2 separate regions of the Dromaius novaehollandiae genome follow, and region 1 is linked to region 2. The links are chromatin contacts, called in public Hi-C maps. All regions are on one chromosome and are shown on one strand. The core of a region is the stretch at or near the end of the contact, and the rest is flanking DNA. Distances in the headings are between cores, read along the strand shown. Region 1 overlaps NAV3 (neuron navigator 3). Region 2 overlaps NAV3 (neuron navigator 3).

Region 1 (4,226 bases), core at 905-3,404, 71 kb after region 2:
AGAGCTTCATTATCACGGTAGTTTTGTCACATCTTTCATCGGAGACATTAGCAAAAATAAATTTCAATTGGAAATGCCCTATTCCAGCGTTTCTGAAAATATAAATTACCATGCACGTTTAGATGAAGCACTTCCATCGTTGGAGAAAAGGCCAATAGTGCCCTCTTGTGTCTAGTCACCAAAACAGCGTCTCCAGTTACTGGCTGCTAAGGGAGTTGCTGTTGATTTTTATAGAGCTTGATAATAAGTAAAATGGATTCTTACATTATTGTCCATGCTTACTTTACACCACGATGAGTTTTGCATTTATTTTTATATTAATTTATGAGCTACACTTCAAGTGCAGCTTAAAATATTTCCAGTGAGAAATTAAGTCATTAAATGACCTTCAACAGTTTTAGAGGATTTGGGGTTTTTTTTTTTTCATCATTACTGTAGAAATTCTCTTCTTTAGAATTACTGGAAGGAAATATATGAAATACACATCTGTTTTGCTTGCCCTTGGAAACAAACTGAGCACATTTAGCTCTGGTGCAGTTTATTCTGTCTGACTAGTTGCTACATGACTGATGACCACATGACCATCTGTGCAAAAGAGCAACGAGAGGAAAATTTTACACAAATACTCAGACATTTGATAAACTATGAAGGATGCCCTTTCTAAAATGTTTATTGCCATCATTTTAGCTCATTTGGGAAGTGAGGAGTTTAAAAGCTAATGGCGGTAGGAATGCTTAACTCCCAAATCTGGGTGAAAGCGTAATCTGTTTATGCAATAATAAGACAAAAATGTGCTTATTTTAACTCTCTCTGGGAAGGTCTGTGTGTGAAAAGAACATATCTGAATAGGAGTGAATGAGAGCTGTTGCTAATGAAACAAGCCTGGATTATTGTGATATGGTTAAGTGAATTTAATGTTGAGATGCAATTGATGAACTAGGTAGGCATGATTTTAGTAGCCGTAATTAAATGTGTAGTTTGGCTCTTAGGATGTTACGCCATGAATGTTTAATGTGGCTATCAGTTTCTCTAAAGCTATTTGTTTTACATTTAGGTTGTTTGGTGCCAAGGCAAGTGGTAAAGCTGCCTCTGCACCCAGTACTGAAGGTGTGAAACCCACATCGGCAATGCCCAGCCCTAGTACCACATTGGCACGGCAAGGCAGCCTGGAATCTCCATCCTCGGGTACAGGCAGCATGGGCAGTGCAGGTGGGCAAAGTGGTAGCAGCAGCCCCCTCTTCAGTAAACCTTCGGACTTAAATGCAGATGTTGTAAGCTTAAGTCACTCCTTGGCTTCCAGTCCCGCCTCAGTGCACTCTTTCACATCAGGTGGTCTTGTGTGGGCTGCAAACCTGAGCAGCTCTTCAGCTGGCAGTAAGGACACACCAAGTTACCAGTCCATGACTAGCCTTCACACCAGTTCCGAGTCCATTGACCTTCCTCTGAGCCATCATGGCTCTCTCTCTGGACTGACAACAAGCACTCAGGAGGTTCAGAGCCTGCTCATGAGGACTGGAAGCGTCAGATCTACTCTTTCGGAAAGGTGAGCTTACCTATAGATACAGTGACCACAAAACCAGTGAGAGGCAAAAGAACAGGAACAAAAAAAAAAAAAAAAAAAAAAAAGGAAAAGAAAAAGAAAAAGAAAAAACGTTCACCTATTTTGCTAAAGGGACACTGTTTAATCAGCAGCTTAGTCCTTTATTTAAAAGTAAAGGAAGGAAGAAAATAGAACTGAAAGTAAACTCAGGCATTGGACATGGGATCAACTGCCTTTTAAGATTTTACAAGCACATTTTTCTATCTTGAGAAGGTTTTTTTTCTTCCCTTGTTCTGGAGAAGAGCCACAGGAAAGAGAGAATTGCCTAACTAAGGGCACATCTAAATGGCCACAAAATGACACCTGCATGCTAGCCCTCTACCTTCTCTCCCGACAGTTGATGGCTCTAAGCTGTATCATTGCCTTCTTGATAATGAATTTGCTCAAGAAGTGGGAGCACCCCAGTTTTCTTCCCACTACCAAAAGCGCAGGCAGAGCTAGCGGGCCCCTGCCTTCAGCTGAACCTATAGTCTTGCCCTAAAATACGCAGTCCTGTCACATTGTTTCTTATACGGTAGCTGTTCCAGAGCTCCTCACTAAAATGCAGCCTCACTTCACGGGAGGCAGTTTACAAGGTGAGAACCTCACAGTCCTGGCAAGTGTCACAGACAGGCAAAAGCAAGAAAGGCTTTTCCCCCGTTTGTTCTGTTAAAGTACTTGTTTACCTGCAGATGTTTTACTACTTAAATTATATTTTAAAGTGGCACAGCCACCCTGAGAGAAGGCACTGTTGTACCAAAATTTTTTTTTGTGAAATATTTATTTGACTTTTGTAAGGGAGAAACAATAAACTTTGCTAGGCAGTAAGTAACTTTCATTTCCTGTGAAAATCTTCAAGATTCAAGAAGGAATTCTTATCTCACATAGGGACCAAAAAGTAAGTATTGAATTTTTACATTAGCCATTGATCCTGCTCCCCCCAAATTATACTGAGTCAGTCAGAAATACTTTAAACATTTTAGGACTAAACTTAATTGTTTAGAAAAAACACAAATATTTAAAACAAATTTTTTTTATATATACATGTGAAAAATTTACAGTGTTAACAACTTTTTCCCTTTCATATAAAACTGGAGATTATTCACTACCAGTCCTTTCCATTGAGTGATTTCACTTTCAGTGAATCAGCATTTAGCAAAACAAACCTAAACAATTCTTGGTCAAATCTAGATGGAAACTCTCCACACATTTCATTATGTTTGTTATGCAGCATTCATGGGTATTGCTATATCAGTTAAAAATCACACTTCTAACTAACATACTTACAACACTATAAAATGTATGTGTGTATGAGTCTAATGTATAATAACAACAGTAGTTAAAAATACACTGATACATGAGTGATTTTTAATTTGCACTGTCTCTTTAATATTTATATAGTAATTTGCATCATGTACCATCAACTGAATAGAACAATATTTCTTGGAAAGCTAATTGTTAATATTTAGTTTATGGGAACCTCCACTAATTTTTACTATTGCATATAGGAATGGTGAGGTCAATAAGATGATGTGGAAGGATGTTGAATTTATGCCAAAGATCATATTTATGCAGAGGATGTTAAACATCACATTTAAAATGTTAATAGCTTGGCATAAGCTCCTGAGCAACCCCCACTACTAATACTTCATGTATTTGTTCAGTGACTTAATTTCAGTGGTTCCAAATACTTTGCCTTTGGCAACATTTTTAACTTTCAGATTTGTCCATGTGGGGATATTATGATTGAGTCCAGAGAGAGGCATTTATCATGTTGATCTGGCCTCAAAACAAATACATGTATCTAGAGAAAACGGTGTCATTCCTTGAATTATAGCTCCAATAGGGTTTTTGCAGTTTGATTTTTCCAAAAGGTCTGCTACAAGTGCTGTGTTATTTCTAAATTGTTTTATGCAGCAAAACCTCCAAGTAGTAAAGTATTTTTTCACAATAGAAGTATTGTTTTGCTGTGTTAAGAGACAGATATGTTTGGCAAAAGATTTTGTCCTTTTTTTCCTGTGTAAACCATAGTGGAGGCATTCAGATTATATTTTATATGCCTCGGCAAAGCTAGATGTAGTCTGGCGAGACATAAGAAATTATCTGCAAAGAGGCTCACTCTTTTTCTTCACTTACTCTAGGGCTTGCACAAGACTGAATGATCTGTCTGTATAGTGATATATATTAATATAATTTAGGGACAACATCAGACAGACCAAAGTGCAAAATAAGATAAAACTAGCAAGTTACCTAAATTCTGTGCGGATGAGGATACTAGGAAAAAGTCTAGCAAATGTTGGAAGAGAGAGCTAATAACCAATGATACTAAGAAGTGCCTTTTTTTCTTCATTTGACCATTAACTGCAATTTGATCGCTGAACAGTGCTAACAGCAAGCATGCCAGAAGGGAATGGACAGGTTAAAGATTACTTAGATAGGTCTCCAATTTACTGGTCCAGATGAGATTTTCACTTCCTTGTTTCAGACACTGTTTGAAATGGCCCTGCGGTCACTAGGATGCATGAGTAGATTCCCAAGGGCTGAAGAAAAGGTTTTGTAGGGCCTGTGCTCAGAAATGGGAGTGAGGAGGTGGGTCAGGGTGGAGGACAAGGGGACTGTGCGCAAGTCATCCTTGCCTCGGTCCTGG
Region 2 (3,882 bases), core at 1,064-3,563:
CAGTCAACCTGTACTGCCAAACATTTTGTTGCAGAGATAAAAGCCTATTGTGTGCAACTGTTACTTACTTTTTGTGAGCTGAGTTGGGTAAGTTCACAGATGTCCTTGGCTGATGTAAATCATCATAGTCCCACATGAAGTATGCGATATGGGGGCAATTAACATTTGTCGTGGAGTTGCTCAAATACTGAAGGAGTATTTCAGAAGGAGAACCTTGAGTTAGTCAATTTAAAGGTAACTGGAAGCTTATACTGCAGTTCAGTGTTATTTTATGTACCCCCTAACTAAGCACTGTGGGAGGATAGTGGGTCTCTTTTCCACTGTTAGGCTGGAGACCCTGCAGCGTCTAAACCCCGCGGTGTGCCATGCTCAGGAAGTGCTATTGCCTGAAATGCCGAAAAGTATAGAAGCTCCTGCCCAGAGTGAGGTGACCACTCATCATCCTGAGCTGTAGATATGTGTTATACAGCAGTTAAATTTCACTCCTTTGGCTCAATTTGTGGTATAATGACAGAGACATCTGGAAGAGGTTTCAGCACTGTCTGAATTGAGATCTTTTAGAGAGACTGCTCTTTCAGTGTCAACGTCAGACTGCAAAAGCCGGTTTGACAATGCTCTTGTCCCTAAAGAATAAGAAACTGGTGACTTCAGCTATCTAATAGGATGATAGAGAGAGACTGGAGCCAGTTTCTGCTTAGAAATGAATGGTCATAGGATGAGAGGTGAAGGATGCAGGTTACAGCATGGGAAATACTGATTAAATGTAAGAAAAAATGTTTTCACCATGAGGGTGGTCAAACACTGGAGCAGGTTGCCCAAAGAGATTGTGGAATATCTCCTTGGAAATGTTCAAGACTTGGCTGGACAAGACCCAGAGCAACCTGATCTAACCACATCTGCTTTGAGCAGGAGACTGGACTCGATGGCCTCTAGAACTTCTTTCCAATCTAAATTATGTGATGATGCTGTGGTGACTAAAGTATCCACTCAGTAGAGGCAGAGAAAGGAAATATCAGTACAATAAACATATTACCAGGTACTAAAGTATTTCTGCTGTTGCCTTTCCCATATGGTGATTGAAACACGTTTATTACTGGGCCATACGTTCATGGGTGTATAGGAACCACACAGCTGTGGCAGATGGGAAGGAGGCTATTGCATGATTCTACCTCTGGAGGCACAGTGACATTCAATTCCAGCTGCCCAGTCGGGATGTTTGTATGCTGGCTTAGGGAAAAAAATTAAATTACTCTTCAAGGATCATAAAAACGCATCATCTGCAGTGATCGCTGAAGACGTATTTGTGTCCAGTGTTAATAATTAGAAGCTAATTCTGATTGATTGTGGAGTTAATTTGAAGTTTTCAGTGAAAGATGTTCTATCAGTTAGTTGTGTTTGTTAATAATAGATCGTTCTGCTAAACATATTGCAACTCTCTCTAAAAATGTGATGATTCAGTTATACTGCAGTGCTTCCTTGGTTTCCACTATTTACATTACTGTTGTGAAGTTAAAACAAAAATCACTACCAAAATTATGCAATGGTAGCTAGCAATAAAGATTGCCACGCACCAGTTCTGCTTGCAGCAAAAACAGTGTTTAGAAAAACACTCACATTTTCTTATCCTTGATTTACAAGCAATTGTGAAAGCAGAGTTTCCAGGGTAGAGTTTTGGGCTTGAGAGGTAGGAAGTGGGACAGTAAGAGGAGAGATCATTATAAATGCATACTTGATTAATGCTGAGTTAAAACAGTAGCCTTATAATTCAGTTGGTTGCTGTTTATTATCTGAAGTTATTCTTTTAAATTATCATTGTCAAAAAGTCGAGTGTGGCCTTGTGCCTTTGATTAAATAATCAATAAAATGTAGGATACAAGACCAAAAAGGATATTCTCAGTCTTGGCCAGTCTTCTGCTGTTGCAGGCAACTGTATAATCCCTTTCATAAACCAACCCAACTACATTTTAATCTAGTTATTCCCCAGTACTCCAATGGGAAGGTTCCCCCAGAATCTCACTCACCAATCTAACTCATTGTTAGAAACCATTTACAACCCACACGTTGAGATTGCATCCATTTATTATTTTGCTGGTATGGTCCTGTAACTTAAAAAGCTGTTTTCCCTCTTTTCAATTGCTCTGTCTAAATACATGAGGGAATAATCATATCCCCTTCCTTCTCTTTTGAGAGGCTAAACCAAATCATCTCTTTTGTTTCCTTTCCTAAGAGTTTCGTCTTCCCCACAATCACCCTAGTAGCCCTTTTCTGCAGCTGTTCCCAATTTAATTCGCGTCTTGAACACGGGCGATCAAACTGCTCACATTCCAGATGTGGTCCTGCCAGTCTCTTACAATGACGGTGATGCACGCTCAAGACAGCTGCACCTCAGAGAGCTGCTGGGAAAAAAGCAGCATATTCATCTGATACCTTTTGGAATGTCGAGTAATAACCAACAAATCTTTGATGTTATCTGTGGTTATTAAAGGTTCACTATTTCGTTAGAGACAGGATATTACTGACTGTGTTAAAGACATTTTTAAGTAGTCTTCCACATTCTGTTCTTAATTACTCTTGTGCAGGCTTATTTTAATCAAATTGAATGAGCTTTTGCAGGTGTGACTGAGAGCAGGATTTGTGCCATTAAGTGTGTTTTATGCTCTTACAAATAGGTAGTATATAACTCAGTGAGTTGGGGATAAATATATTCTCTGATTGCCATGATTAAAATAGAAAGCAGATTGTCCTGTTTTCATGACAGTTGCTTAAATTAACCTGCACTGCAGATGCACAGCGCTGTTAAAAATGTCAACAGGGGAGCTTTGACTGCGCTGAAATTCTCTGCACTTTCCTTCCTGTGAAGAGAGAGATGCGAGGATCGTAATTGTTTTCAGAGGCAGTGGGTTATGAATGGACAGAGGGCCATTCACTAAGGCCAATATGTAAGGTTAATGAGAAAATCCCTTAATTTTCTGTGTCCTTGCCTGCAGCTTAATCTGTGCCATAGTCCTGGAGAGATCACTTGACTCATTCATAGGATTAATACGGCCCACAGAAAAAAGCAAAAGCAGGAGTATAGGGAAAGACAAATCTCACAATATGACTTTCCTCTTTTTCTTGAACTAAAATGGTTTAGCTAAGCAGCAAGGCATCTGCATGCTTGGTCCGATGGATCGTGTCCTGTGGCAGGCTTAGCACAAAGCAGCCCTGTGTTTTAGGCACTCGATCTATATCAGGTCCTCCTTGCTCCCCAAGGGCTGGGGCACCTCTGCAGTTTTGCCTGGAGATCTTTTACCCCTAGACTATTCCCAGCCCATCCAGGCTAAGATGGACTCTGGAAAAAAAGAGCGGGGCCTTGGCCCCAGGCACCGAAGGGCAGGGCTCCTGCCACCGGCAGCCCCCTGGAGACCTGGTAGGAGAGGGGCTGTCCATGAGGGCCCATCGCCATGGTCATCCTGAGGGAAGCTCCAGTGAGGTGGCCCGAGGGCTGATGGGGCTCTGTCAGCTCTTTCAGGCCTCCCTCAGCTTCCTCCCCGCTCCAGAGCAAGTGCCTTTTGGCCCATCACTTCCAGAGTAAATAACCATTTTCTCAAGTACTCTGCCGTAAGCAGAGCTCACGCTGCTGCAACATCCATAATCTTCTATGGACTTTCTGTTGTTGCCCCTAATAGTTAGAATCATGGATATTTTCCCCAAATTAAACAGAAAAGTGCTGAATGAAGTCGGTACAGCAATTTCTTTGTTTTTTGTTTTGATAGCAAATCAAATTTTTTTTATATTGTCTTTACACTTTTAAGTTTAAAGTAAGATAAAAGAGACATTTCACATTCTTAGACCTGTTATTACAGGCTGCCTGTAAATTTAAGAAAACACTATCACATTTAT

Evidence for each region. Hi-C and Micro-C count contacts between places; a contact is called where the count stands out from the background.
Region 1: a contact with region 2 is called in a Hi-C map of brain, with 5 times the contacts expected there. The contact joins two enhancer-like sites. A contact is called at or near these places in 2 of 4 Hi-C or Micro-C datasets (brain and liver).

The regions. Positions count from the first base shown.
Region 1 is chr1:39,848,302-39,852,527 of bDroNov1.hap1, forward strand. It overlaps NAV3 (neuron navigator 3), which reads left to right. Exons shown (of 40, transcript XM_064509436.1): 17 at 1,055-1,543. Among named protein-coding and RNA genes, the nearest start is that of SYT1, 250 kb to the right of the region's middle. Within about 2 kb of position 2,155, at least 2 of the 2 cell types and tissues checked have open chromatin away from gene starts, as enhancers often do.
Region 2 is chr1:39,777,143-39,781,024 of bDroNov1.hap1, forward strand. The region is part of intron 9 of NAV3 (neuron navigator 3); the gene reads left to right. Among named protein-coding and RNA genes, the nearest start is that of SYT1, 320 kb to the right of the region's middle. Within about 2 kb of position 2,314, at least 2 of the 2 cell types and tissues checked have open chromatin away from gene starts, as enhancers often do.